Linked DNA regions of Mus musculus: region 2 is linked to region 1. A link is a contact called in public Hi-C data. All regions are on one chromosome and are shown on one strand. Each heading gives the region's core, a stretch centred on a gene start, on an enhancer-like site or on the middle of the called end of the contact. The rest is flanking DNA. Distances are from core to core; before and after follow the strand shown.

Region 1 (7,015 bases), core at 2,270-4,769:
TCTACTATTATTTTTCATACAGTCAATCTATCAGCAAAATAAAGCTCCGAAAGTCAAAATACTAAAATTTATCAGGTAAGTTAAAATAAAAAGTTATTAAATTGTCCATTTATGAATATGAAAATACGCTGGAAGGCCCTCAGAAAAAAGTCCCCAGCCTACTAAGCAACAAATTAATTTGAAATCTAGCTTATAAGGTAAAAAAAGAAAAATAGAAAACATTCTACACAAGCAAAATGATAAAAGGGATCTCCACAGAAATTAGGAGAGCCCATTAGAACTAGGCTGGACTGTATAGAAGTAAAAGAAACTCTTCACTAACCAACTGTGGATAACCTGGGTTAATATACTGATTCATTTGATTATACTCCTTAATCACCAGTGCCTGAGAACAGTTCCTCACTTCCAAATATTCTGAAATTTCTATTCTTTTTTTTGTTTAGGCAGTACTGGGGATTCAACCTGGTCATCAGGCATGCTAGGCAAGTGATCTAAGCCTAAGCTATATTCCTAGCTCTTCTGAATCTTAGTTACCACGTTACCAGGTAGTCCCTGAGTTTGCAAAATGTCCTAGTCAATCATGAAGCTGGGATATCCTTCTTTAAAAGCCATTTCTTGCCAGGCAGTGTTGGTAAACATCTTTAATCACAGTGCTCAGGAGGAAGAGGCTAGCCTGGTCTAGAACAAGTTCCAGGACAGCCAAGGCTACATCAAGAAGCCCTGTCTGGAAAAATCAAAAACAAAAAAACAAAACCAACAAAACAAAAAGCCATTCCTTTTAAAAAGCATTTCCAGGCAGTCTAACACCAATCACATCTAAAAACTTACTTTTAAGAAATCCATTATAATTCCTGAAATAGATGAACATCCCGAGTTTTCCAAATGAACGGGAAAGGAGGGATCTTGGCTCAAGTCTATAAAACCTGATTTTCTTAAGACTTTTCCATAGATCTCAGAAACTGGGGAGACTGAGGTAAGAGAAGGGCAATTTCAGGTCAGCCTGGATTGCTCGCACACACACTCCAGCTGGGCATGGTAGTGCACGCCTTTGATCCCAGCACTTGGGAGGCAGAGGCAGGCAGATTTCTGAGTTCAAGGCCAGCCTGGTCTACAGAGTGAGTTCCAGGACAGCCAGGACTACACAGAGAAACCCTGTCTTGGAAACACCCCACCCCATCCCACCCAAAAAAAAAAAAAGACTCCAGAGCAGTGAATGGTCCACCTCATCTTCCTGCCAAAGAGGTGGGTAAATACATCTGATCAGTTTCTTTCAGTCTCCCCAGACTAGTTAGCCTCAGTCCTCTTCCTAGCAAGCCTTAGATAGGTCCCACCTAAGTTTTATCTTCTCATCTCAGGATCTTTGCCCTCTTTTCCTCTTGGTGAAGGACCCTGCCCTCTACCTATCAGGTGTTTCCTCAAATTTTAGCTTACCTGTAAAGTCTCCTCACAGGACTAAATTTAAAAATTAACCCTTCCCACAATTGTTATCCAGTCCCCCTATCTCTCTTCTTTTTCTTTTTCCCGTTACTCCTACATAAACAGATGGTCCCTACACAGAAATGTTCAACTTAACAAGAGTTTGCACTCTACTATGAGGTAAAAACAATATGGACTCAGTAGAAATCATTCTTCATATTTCTAATTATGATTTCTTCCTGAGTTAACAATATGTATGTAGTACAATACTCCCTGGCATTGCTGGCTAGGACCAGAGAGTCACAAAATCACATAAAATCTAACCATACAAGCGGGAGATGATCAAGATTCTATAGGAGGCTTTGCTGTTATTAATGGGCAGCAGACTGATAGCTTTAAATGCAATTTCAGCTTACATACTTCAACTTTCAATCAATTTAAGGGACACAGCCCAATCATCACATCAAGAAGTATTTGTATATTTTTACTTAAGTATTTAGATGTCCAGAAGTGAGCGCAACACAAACAGAAATGTTTGTCCCTCAGCATTCACACTACATACTGTAGTACTTGTAGTCAAACAGAAAAGAAAGGAAAAGACAAGAATGGCAGCATACAGTACATAATCTCTTCTTCCCCAGCCACAAAACTCTAAATCCTTTGTCAAGTACCAAAAAAGGTATGGTCTTTTTCTTTCTAGCAAATCACCAACATCTTCAACGTTGGTATTTTTCCAGACATATGTCACTTCTAAATGTTTTCCTAGTGTCTTCTTATGTGACAGTGAAGTACATATCCCAGTCTAGGCAATCTAAAAGCTGCTACATTAGGGAAATATCATTAAATGAAGACAAAGTATATGTTCTAACCAAAAGGAAAAATTCTGCCAGTCAGAGCCACAAAAAAGGATGAAAACTCATGTACAAAAAGTAGGATAATAGTTTTTGTAATTTAGGAAGTCATTTGTTACTAAAGAGGAGTAACTACATAAGGAAGACTACAATCCCTGTATACAACACTCTGAAACATAATTACCTATAATTCAAGGTAGATGGGACTAGGTGGGAAGCCATCACTGATTGAGTCCCTTCATTTCTTAAGTTATGTTGGAATACTTACCTTCCTAATAGAACCACTAGGTGTGTTTAAGTGCTTTGACTTTCGAGAAAACTGGAGGTGAGGGGAGACCGTACTAGATAAATGCAAAGCAACGTTACTGCTTCCCAAACGCGGTCACACAATCAGCTCCTTTCACACCCTTCCTTACTTGCTGGCTTGATTTATATTTCAGCTACAAAACCAAAGTGTTCAAGAGTGCTTCGTGGGAAACTGCTTGCCCATTTCAAGCCGGTATGAACATTCGGGTCCCCGGGGCTGCCCGGGGCTCTACTTTCCCAAGCCTCTCAGTCCCAGGATCAGATCATGACTCCACCTTGCCTGGGGCCTGCTCAAGACCAGTCCTCCAGCCCTAGAAGCAGTCTTCCCCAGTCCAGATGCTCGGTGGAGAAGGCAAGGGCGCACCTCCCTGGGGCAGGTGCGGGCAGGAGCGCCGGCAGGAGCAGCTGTCGGCTCGCAGCAGCTGTTAGCCGGGGTACCCCGAGGCTGTGCGGGCGACCAGCCCCGAGGAGCGGGCAGCGGAAGGCGAACCCTCCGGCCTGACACTGCCCACCCCGCCTCCCGCCTCCTCTCCTCGGCTTCCCCCGCGATGCCACGGGGGCGAAAGCAGGGGGCTGCCCTCGGCCGGGACGCTCCCTGGACTGCCGGGACCCTCGCACGGGAGGAGGCTCCTGCTGACCTCGCACCTGCCCTGTCCCCAGGTCTGACGCCCCCAGCCGGCAGCGGCCGTGGCCGCTGCCGGGCAGCCTGAGTGTGTCCATGCGGCCGGCTCGGGCCGGAGCGGCGGGGACGCGACGGTGGGCGCCGGGCCACGGCAGCTCGGGGCGCTATGGCGGGGACTGGGCGCGGGATGGCCGCGGGCAGGGGAGACACACACCGAGCCACTGGTTACCTGCGGTCCGGGACAGGAGTCTCTCAGAACCCAAGTCAATCCTCAGCCTCAACAACACAAGATGGCCGACACGTCGCCACGCACGTCACGTGACCCCGCGCGCCGCGCCGCCCCCCGCCCCGCCTACATCCCCGCCTCACTCCCTCCCTGCTCTCCAGCTTCCCACGACATCGTTCCCTTCCTCGACGGCCTGCCCCTCCCCTCGGACACGCCCCTCCCTGAGACCCGGATGCAGGGCCGGGCGAGGACGGAGCCTGAGTAGCGCAGGCGCACAGTGGGGCCTTTGGCTGCATCTCCTATGGCCCTAGAGTTGAACTGGTGTCCCTAATTGGAGCCTGGCCAGAGGCCCTATGACTCACCGTCCGATGCACCCAATCCAGTGCCCGGTTGCAGTACAAAAATCTCCACATCATTTATGAGCTGGTTTTCCAAGCTAGAACTTTTCCACAGCATTTGGTCTAGCATTTTCCTGCCAGTTGGTCCATCATGGGGCAAATGGTAAAGCTGAAATTCAAAGCAGTTTCCTTTCTTATAGAACTGGAAATTCATCCTGGAGTACTGGAATGTGACAGCTGGGAAGGTTTTAAAAGTTCCTACACCTAGCCAGGCAGTGGTGGCTCACACCTTTAATCCCAGCACTTGGGAGGCAGAGGCAGATCGATTTCTGAGTTCAAGGTCAGCCTGATCTACAGAGTTCCAGGACAGCCAGGGCTATACAGAGAAACCGTGTCTCGAAAAACTAAAAAAAAGTTACTACACCCTTCCACTACATGTGGACCTACAACCCCCTTATATATACTGCCTTCCCATTTTAGGGTTGCGAGATAACGAATAGTAAACCCGGCAATACAGAATACAGGAAATTAATCTGCTGTCTTTCTGAAACTCATGTTTAGCTGGACATACTATATACTTTGATTTGCTAAACCTGGTACATCTACCATTTCAAGTCACCCGGGTCTTTCTGGGACCATTAGTCTTTTCCTGCCTTTCTACTACCTTTGGTGTTTGGGATCCACTCAGTTTCACACAATCACTGCAAAATATCCTCCAGCATTTATCATAGGTCTTCCCATCAACATAAACTTAAGTTTCAGAACACAGTGGCAGACTCCCAACCTAGTCGTTTGGGAGCCCTGGATTCAACACTTGGAAAAAAAATACACACACACACACACACATACATACATACATATATATATATATATATATATATATATACCAACTTCCTCCTCTGCCTCCCTTCCTGAGTCTTGATTCCCTTTCAAAGAGAGACTGTATAAAAGAGCATTAAATTCAGAGAATGATCATTAATCTTGACTGTGATCATTAATCTTGACTGTCAACATGATGGGATTTGGATTCATCATGGAAACAAATATCTGAGCAAATTTATGAGAGATTATCTAGATTATGTTATTTGATGTGGGGAAACCCGAGAGTAGGTAAAGTGGAAAATACCATTCCATTCCATAAGCTAGAATTCTATAGTGTATAAGACCTAAGTGAAAAAGCTACACAGAAACATTCAAAGGTTCCATCAGTCTCAACTTCCTGACCTTGGAAGCAATGTGACTACTCCCAAGGTGGACCATACTCTTGAATTGTGAACCAAAATAAGGCCTTTGCCTCTTAAGCAAATTCTTTTGGGGTATTTTATTACAGCAACAGGAAAGGTAGCTAATACATGGGGAGAGAACAAAGGAAAAGGAAAATATGGATGACACCAGATAAGTTCAGCAGCATGAAAGTCTGAAGGGCCCATTGAAGAGCTGTATTACTGCCAGCTTCCGGTGTTGCTGACCCTGATGAGCAAGGATATGCTCTCAAGAAAAGGTGTCTTTAATTTGGTTTGGTTTGGTTGGTTGGTTGATTTTTCAAAACAGGGTTTCTCCACAAAGCTCTGGCTGTCCTGAACTCATTCTGTAGACTAGGCTGCCCTTGAACTCACATTGCTCTGTCTGCCTCTATCTCCTATGTACTGGGGCTGAGACATGTACCGCCATTACCTGGCTCACAATGAAAATTTAAGCAGGAACTCAAAGCAGAAAACATGGAAAGGGTTGCTTACAAACTTGTTCCTAGGCCCACTTCTTACAAGTATTCTTAGACAACCCAGGACTGCCTGCCCAGGGATTTTGCTGCCTGCAGTGGGCCAGGCCCTTCTACATTAGTTAACAACCTGGGCAATCCCCTATCAACAAGCCCACAGGCCAATCTAATTTAGGCAGTTCCTCAATGGGAAACCCATTCCTCTCAGATGACTCTGGGCTGTGTCAAATTGACAATTAGGGTTAATTAGAATACTGCCTTGAGTTTAAACCACAAGAAGAGGCCCATGTGTGTGGCTTTTTCATCAACAGTCCCAACTGAAGCCTCAGCCAACAGCTAGCATCAACAGCCAGAAGAGTGAGTGGAAAAAACCACTAGAGGAATCTGGCCCTGCCAGTCCGGTCATCCCAGGGCACCAAAGCCCAAGACATCATGAAGGAGAGACAAGTACCTTCATGGCACTTTGTCTGAATTCCTGATCTATTGACTCCTTCAGCATAATAAAATGGACATTTGAAGCCATTATGTCTTGCAGTAATTTGTTTACAGCAACAGAGTCTGGAACATCATGATTATGGATTAAATTGTGTCTCCCAAAAAGGTAAGCTAAGACATCCTAACCCCCAAGTACCTCAGAAAGTGACCTTATCTGAAGACCGGTCTTCATAGGCTACTCAAGATAAAATAAGATGAGTTAGGGTAGGCACTAATTTAACATGCCTGGTGCCCTGAAGAAAATAGGGAAATAAAGCCAGGCCTATAATCTCTGTGCTCAGGAAGATGAAGCAGGAGGATCACTATGAGTTCAAGGTCACTCTGAACTATATAGTAAGACTGTCTTTCAAAACTCGTGGTGGTAGGGGAGCATTGGACAAAAATACACACAAGGAGATTATCATTTGAAGATGAGGGCAGAAGTAAGGGTGATGTTTCTACAAGCTAGTAACACCAAAAATTGCTGGCAACCAGTGAGAGAGGCATGGGACAGAGTTTCTTTCACCGCCACCGAAGTCAACCTACAAACAATTTGACATCCAACTTCCAAAACAGACTTGTCTTAGTTGCTTTTCTATTGCTGTGAAAAAAAAAAAACACACACACACACACACCATGAACAAGGCAACTTACTAAAAGAAAGCTTTTAACTGGACTTACAGTTTCAGAAGGTTATAGTCGATGATGGCAGAGCAAAGGCATGGCACTACGAAATGTTAGAGCTCACATCCCAATCCACAAACAAGAAGTTGAGAGAGGATGATAGAGAATATTTGAACCTGTTCCTAGTTGTGTTGTGGCTCAGTCCTTAGCATACTCCTTTAATCCCTCTGGCTGGAATACAGACACACCCTTAGTACTCACCTTTAATTCCAAACAATGAAGTTAAAGTGAGTTTGTAGAAAAAAACATGGGAAGCACCCATGTTTGAAAGTCATGTCTAATTGAGTAGCAGAAAAAGTGATGAATTGGAGAAAGAGTAGACAGAATAGGATCTGCCCAAGGAAAGAGAAGCTACTTAAGGGAGAGACAGACAGGACAGGA
Region 2 (7,015 bases), core at 1,698-4,197, 91 kb before region 1:
TCTTTATAATAGAGACCAAGCTGGGCATGATGGCACCTGCTTTTAAGCCCAGCACTTGGGAAGCAGAGGCAGGCAGATCTCTTGAGTTTGAGGCTAACCTGATCTACAGAAAGAGTTCCAGAGCTATATAAATAGAGAAACCCTGACCTTGAAAAAAAAAATGAAGAAGGGAGAAGGAGAGGGAGAGGGAGAGGGAGAGGGAGAGGGAGAGGGAGAGGGGAGAGGGGAGAGGGGAGAGGGGAAGGGAGAGGGAGAGGGAGAGGGAGAGGGAGAGGGAGAGGGGGAAGGGATTCAACCATTAATCTGCTTGCCTCGTAGCATAGGCTAAAACCCACATGAGAAATGTGAAGCACTTTGATCAAGACACAGCTTTGGAACAGTAACTGCTGATATAACTTCAGGAGCTGAGACAAATGCCCTGAATGAAAATCTGAAGTAGGAGGAATTAAAAGAATGTCTCCATAATTGCTTGGCCCACGAACTTACATTAATGGTTAGGGAATCTCAGTGAACCACGACCCTGTGTGCCTTATCAATCTTTTTATCAGGTATCACGGGTAAAAGTAAAATTACCCCCACACATGCACACGTGTGTACACAGAAATGTGAAATAATGGAATGACCACCAACCTCATCTTCAGAGCCTGGAACTGCTGCAGAAGAAGAGCCAATTGTTGTTGCTGCTGAGATGACAAAGCTGCTTTCTGCTGTTGAGCCAAAACCTGTGCATACTGTTGTCTTCAAAAGTTTAAAAAAAAAAAAAGTATAACCTATCTACTCACATACAGTTCACATGATTGAAAGAAAAAACAAAACCCAACTTCTTCCCTCCTCCAACCACCAAACTCAGAAATATCAAATATATTTTATAATTCTATAAAGTCACAAAAATTTTTGATTCACATCATATATGATGTTCCTGAAGGACAGATATAAAATTGTGTGTGTGCACATATACATATGAAATAAATGACATGTGTGATATATACATCCTGCATATTGCAGAATGTCAAAAAATGTCAAATACCCATAAAATTTTCTAGATTATAAATGACAATAAGCAAATTTGAACACCTATTTCTTAATGAAGAACTCTGCAAAACTAAAATCACTTCTACAAAATTTTCTCAGATTTTTTGTTTCAGCGTGGAAATTTCTGGGCAACATTTTCTGGTGGCTGTGAAAGTTGCAAACAGAAAATGTCTTTAGGTTTACAGATGCAACTGCTCAGTTCTTCCCCTGTAATTTAACAGCAGTCACAGACAGCTAAGTCATATGATCCAATAATGTTTTGCTTAAAACAGGCAGCAGGCTACCAACACTTGACAGTGTCAATCCATCTACCTGCACAAATAATACTTCTTTTTCATGAGCCTAGTGCTCAGGAGACTAAGGCTGCAGAACATGAATTTTACGGCAGTCGGGGCTATACGGTTAAATATCTCAACACACACACACACACACACACACACACACGTAAGATAACAACCTTAGTGAGCTGGTCGTTGTTCTACACCATTCCTAACAACAAACTCTTTAACTTCTTCCTACCTTCTCCTCTGTTTTTTCTCTGTGCCCCTCAAAAAGTACTTAGTCAATAAAATGATTGTCTGGCTCTTTCTTCAGCAACTAAAGACCCTGAAAACCTAATTAGATGCCATTCTCTGGAATCTAGAATTAAAAGGCAAGCTACAATGAGATGGACAGTGGCACACACGTCACTAGTAGGCTACTCAAGAATCACAGAAGCCTTGAGTTCTCACTCTAACAGGTGAGACTTGAAGCAGATTCTATGTCAGGTTCTTTTGATGCTGCAGTGCATCCTACTGCATCACTCTCTTACTGGATTAAGAACTGCTGGTACTGGAGGTGCTGCATCTGGTATAAGGCAGTGAGTTCCTGCTGTCTGGTCAGGCGTTCCTGGTCCAATTCTCCCTGAGGGAAAAGAGGTACAAGAAGAAGCACCATGAGATAGACAGCAATGAGCATACATAGCATCGAGTATACACACCTACACACATGCACACGCACACACATAGCACACCACACGCAAGACCTTTGCTTCCTACTCCAAACTTGTGCCCTTCAAACCCTTAACTAAAAACCCCATTACCTTAAAAAACCAAGCAATGCCACCTAGTGGTATGAGGTGGCATTACCAACATAAGTCACAAGCAGTCCTTACTCAGCACTGTCATCCACTACTTCAAACTGAAAGCTGAACTGTGATCTACCAATCTGTTACTGTAATTGAGAAATTACCCAGCACTCTAAATCTTGGTGGCTTGTTTTAAAGATCACATAAAAATCACAGAAACAGGACAACATGAAAAAGAGTAAAGTGACCTAACAGCTGATAGGATGAGAACTCCTCCCTCAAATTAGGGATTTCTAACGCTAGTTATACACTGGAAGGTGGAAACACAGGCTAATAGTATTTTCATTGTATTTCAAAATAATTCAAAGAAGATGGCTGAAATTTTAGTTTTGTAAAGTTAAAATAGAGGCAAAGAAAATATAAGGTTTATAGTAATAAAAATAAAAACCTAAGATAACAGACTAACCCCTAGGCAAACCATATATGAACTTGTATTTTTCTGGCTTACTGATTATAGCTTGGAATAAAGCATCTGACATACAATGGGTTAGGGCAGGAAGAATCCTAAATTCAGAGATATCAGGAGTAAGGTCTAGTCAACACTTCACACGAGTAGCTGGGTTTTAAGAGTTCTGCTTGTGAAAGTCAGCTCTCTTATCAGTGCTTTGAGGAAGGAGGTAGCAGGTAACAAGCAACCTGAGCTTCCCAAAAGTTTCCCCTTGAAGGGTACAGACCGAGGCTTAGGTACAGCTTCAACTAAAGAGATGCAGACTGTGACTGGAGAAAACAAGGGGTGAGAACATGCCAAAAACCAAGCGAGCAGCTTTTAGCTCCTGACACATCAAAGTCACATTTCAACTTTAAGACAGGAAATAAGGCTCAAACTTGTCAGGTAAATTCAAGTAATGATTCACTATAATTGTTCTTGTGATTGAAAAGAAACAATTCTCAAAAATAATGTATGAATCATGGAAGAGAAAGTATGATGGCCAGCAAGCCAGTGAGTCTCATCCTTTAATAACAGAGGATACAGCACATTCACTGCCACCTATCAAACAATTACCGTGAAAATAACACTGGTAGCCTCAGTATAGCTGTGTAAGTCAACATCAGGTTACTGCAGAAATCCAGTATTCATGGTAAATTAAATAGTATCACTTTTATCAATGGACAACCACTACTTGCTTCAATTTAATAAAAACATAGACAGACACACACATAGCAACCTCTACTAGCAACTCAACTGAGAAAGGCCAGCCTCAAGAGAAAATTTTCCCAGCCAAAGGATTAGGCCTTCAAAATATCCTAACACAGTAAGTGGCACTTATATTTGGATAAGCCTCAAGTTCAAGAAATTTTATGAGCCAGAAAATAAGAAGGAGATAGAGGTGAGAGGAAAAGTGTACATTCTAAGTAAAAGTAATAAGAACTTTTCAGAGGCCAGCCATTTTGAAACACAGAAGATAAAAGCTTTGACATGAGCTATGAAAGGGAGAGAGTCAGACCATAAAGGACCTACAGGTTAGGTCAGGATAAGATATTGGTCTCATTCTTTATTGGTTAGAAAACCACCGACAGATTTTATACAGTATATATAGATGAATGCACAGTAAGTTCTGAAAAGGTCATTAGTGTTCAGTATACAATTCTCCCATTCAAAAATGCCCATTATCATTTCAATTTACTTCTATGAAACTACCAGGTTGGGTATGGTAGTTCATGCCTATGATCCCAGCAACTTAGGTAGGAGCAAGAGAACCACCACAAGTTTGAGGTCAACCTGGTCTGCAGAGCAAGTTCCAGGCCAAAACCCTGTATCAAAGAAAAAGAAAGAGAAACTACCATTCTTTCTTCCTTCACTGCAACCCTGGTTGTCATTCAAAGAGAAACAAGTACTCCTGTGTCTACTGTGAATCTCAGGCAAGTGGGAAGATACTCACCATATGAGGAGGGGGAGCTGGGCCTGGAGAGAAAGGAACCCTTCCCCACATTTTCATGATATCACCAAGGGGCTGGAAGCTTTCATCACATGCTCTCTTCACCAGCAAAGACATAGTAAAATAGCCCGCCTGAAACCACTCGGCCATCTCCTGATTGTTAAAGGGACCTAAACACAAGGGGAGTGAGAATGCTGTCAGGCTCAAAAATAAGTATATTCCCTGAGTCTCATGTTCATTCAAAATTTTATAGAATACCAGCTTACCTCAAAAAGTAACAAATAAGATTTTTTAAAATTAGATACAAAGGGAATTAAATTTTGAAATGCACAATGTTGTGTCCCCAAGCTGGGAGTTTAAGCCAGGACATTACTCATTTTCAGCAAGTACCCTGCTGCTGAGTCTCACCCCCGAGCAAGCTCCAGCCTGACGCGTCTCAAATTTGTCACCAATGCTTTAATGACTATACGCAGAATAACCGTCTCGCCCTCTGCAACAACTCACATCAGGAGCGTAAAATACACTGACGAGCTGATAGCATGTGCTGGATATGATCACTAAATTCTCAGGGCTACATTTGTTATGTTCTGTTGGAGATTAGTGATTTGTAAAAAGCAATCATCAACTGAACTAAGGCAAACTGCAATGAATGTACCCAACTAGACCAAATCTGGCCTTGAGAAAAAAATAGCATTCTTTAGTTGAGCACTTTAAACATAAAAACTTACAGAACAGAGACAAATTTTCAGTATTTTTTTAGCATTAAAAATTTTTTTTAGGTATGAATGGGTGTTTTGCCTATAGGAATGTCTCTGTACCACATATGTGGCTGGTCACAGAGGCCAGAGTGGGTGTGGGATCCCCAGAACCTGAGTTACAGATGGGTCTGACTATATAACTATGTAGATCCTGGGAGTAAGCCTGGGTCCTCTGGAAGAGCAGCACTTTTTTAACTGTTAAGTCATTTATCCAGTAATCCCATTTTTGTTTCTTCTTTCTTTTTTTTTTTTTTTTTTTGTTTTTTTTTTGTTTTTTCTGGACAGGTTTGGTCTGTGTAATAGCCCTGGCTGTACTGAATTTGTTTTACAGACCAGGCTTGTCTCAAACTCACAGAGATCTACCAGTTTCTGGCCTCTGCCTCCAGAGTGCTGGGATTAAAGGCATGCACAACCACAACTGATCCCCTCCAAATTTTTAATTAAAATAAAACACCGCATCACCACAGAATATGTGTGTATATATGCGCTGATACACGCACACACTGTCTGTCTGTCTGTCTGTCTGTCTGTCTGTCTGTCTGTCTGTCTTTCTCTCTCTCTCACACACACACACACACACACACACTCACACACCAGAATACTAACAGGAAAATCCCTAGCTTAGAAGCTAAAACCACTTCCAAATAATTTATGGCTAAAAGAATGTGTATGTCTCTATGTGTACTTGTACACTCCACATACACTAAATAAACAATGATAAAGTTAAACTTACTCTTGGAATAAGATGCTTCATTCAACTTATAAAAATGTATGAGTAAGCTGACTATAATGGTGGGGAAGGAAGGGTTACCAATATTTTATATGGTACATTACATATGGTGCAGAAATATTTACACCACCTTTTTTATCCTAAGGATGAGAGCTTACTTTGGTAGCACATATACTAAAAAAACTGGAATAGCATGGTCCCTATGCAAGGATGACACCCAAATCTGTGAAGCATTTTATATATTATATATGCAAAAGAGTTGAACTAAAAAACATTAGGAAATAAAAAAGATGAAAGATGAGAAGTCGGTTAAAATGGTTACCACTAAGCCTGACAACTAACTTGAGAAAGATCTCTGGGAACCACACAGTGAAGAGAATCAACACTTGCAAGTTGTCCTCTGACTTCCACACCATGTGTGCACCTGCCCACCACCATCGCACACACAGATGGTTCCCAGTTAAAACACCCATTGCTCTGGCAAAAGATGCAGGTTTGGGTTCCAGCATCATATGTCAGCTTACAAACACCTGATACACATGTACATATAACCCCCCACACACACACACACACACAAAATTTAAAATGGAAAAAAAAAAGTAAACACCTGTAAGAAGACAAAGATCTGGGCCAGCAAGATGGCTCAGTAAGTATGAGCACTTAAACCCAGTGACCCCAGTTCCACCCTTGAAACTCAAGGAAAGGTGAAAATGCAGAACCAATTCCATAGAATTGTCCTCTGGCTTCACACAACATGCAAATACATAAATAGTGATAATAAATAATAATCTTTAGAAACAAAAAAAGGACCTACCACCAGGTACACACAAACATGCCTAGTAGAATAATTGTGTCTGTTGGCTTTATTATTTCTAGCTACTACGGAGGGCTGGGGCAGGGGCCTTCAGCCCAGAAGTGTGAAATCAGTGTAAGTAATACAAGATATCATCTCAAAAAGGGAGATAGAGGCTGAGAAAGGGAAAAACTCCTTTAGACATAAACACAGGTAAAGATGCTCAACACAGCAATCAGAGCCAGACACCACAGCACTCTAGGTTTGGGAGAAGGCATCCGTAATCCCAGCGCCCTTGAGGCCAAGTCAGGAGAATTAGAGCTGGAGCTCACCAGGGGCTAAACTCCCTCCGCTCAAACAAACGGTACATACAATGGGATATCCCAACAACTACAAAATAAACCAAAAGTGAGCACGGATGTAGACAAATGAGAATCCTGTGTACCTTTGGCAAGAACATAAAACAGCACAGCAGCTATAGAGACAGTTACAAATATGATAGAGAAGCAGGTAGGTCTGAGCATGTCTGTTGCAGGATATGTGGTCACACTGTGAACCCCAAGATTGTGTTATTTACTGAAAAAACTGTTTCTAGTTGTGGTATGGCTTAGCCCTTAGATTACACCTTTAATCCCTCTGGCTGGAATGTAAACACACCCTTAGTACACACACCTTTAATCCCAAACAATGAATGTAAAG

The links. Hi-C and Micro-C count contacts between places; a contact is called where the count stands out from the background.
Region 2: a Hi-C map of CD8 T cells shows a contact between it and region 1, with 2.0 times the contacts expected there. The contact joins the enhancer-like site here to the promoter of Gigyf2 in region 1. A contact is called at or near these places in 1 of 39 promoter capture datasets (hippocampal neurons), 3 of 484 Hi-C or Micro-C datasets (CD8 T cells, the HL-1 cell line and nephron progenitors), 6 of 115 datasets of contacts at active chromatin or transcription factors (embryonic stem cells, extraembryonic endoderm stem cells, fetal liver and 1 more) and 4 of 9 other capture datasets (adipose tissue, embryonic stem cells, liver and 1 more).

What each region holds. Positions count from the first base shown.
Region 1 is chr1:87,323,502-87,330,516 of GRCm38.p6, reverse strand. It overlaps Gigyf2 (GRB10 interacting GYF protein 2), which reads right to left and starts at 3,519. Exons shown (of 29, transcript NM_146112.4): 1 at 3,425-3,519.
Region 2 is chr1:87,414,008-87,421,022 of GRCm38.p6, reverse strand. Gigyf2 (GRB10 interacting GYF protein 2) reads right to left here. Exons shown (of 29, transcript NM_146112.4): 15 at 4,039-4,205; 16 at 1,844-1,935; 17 at 631-738. Among named protein-coding and RNA genes, the nearest start is that of Kcnj13, 23 kb to the right of the region's middle. Within about 2 kb of position 2,947, at least 7 of the 459 cell types and tissues checked have an H3K27ac peak or open chromatin away from gene starts, as enhancers often do. A contact at or near this core is called in CD8 T cells and memory CD8 T cells, where this site is marked.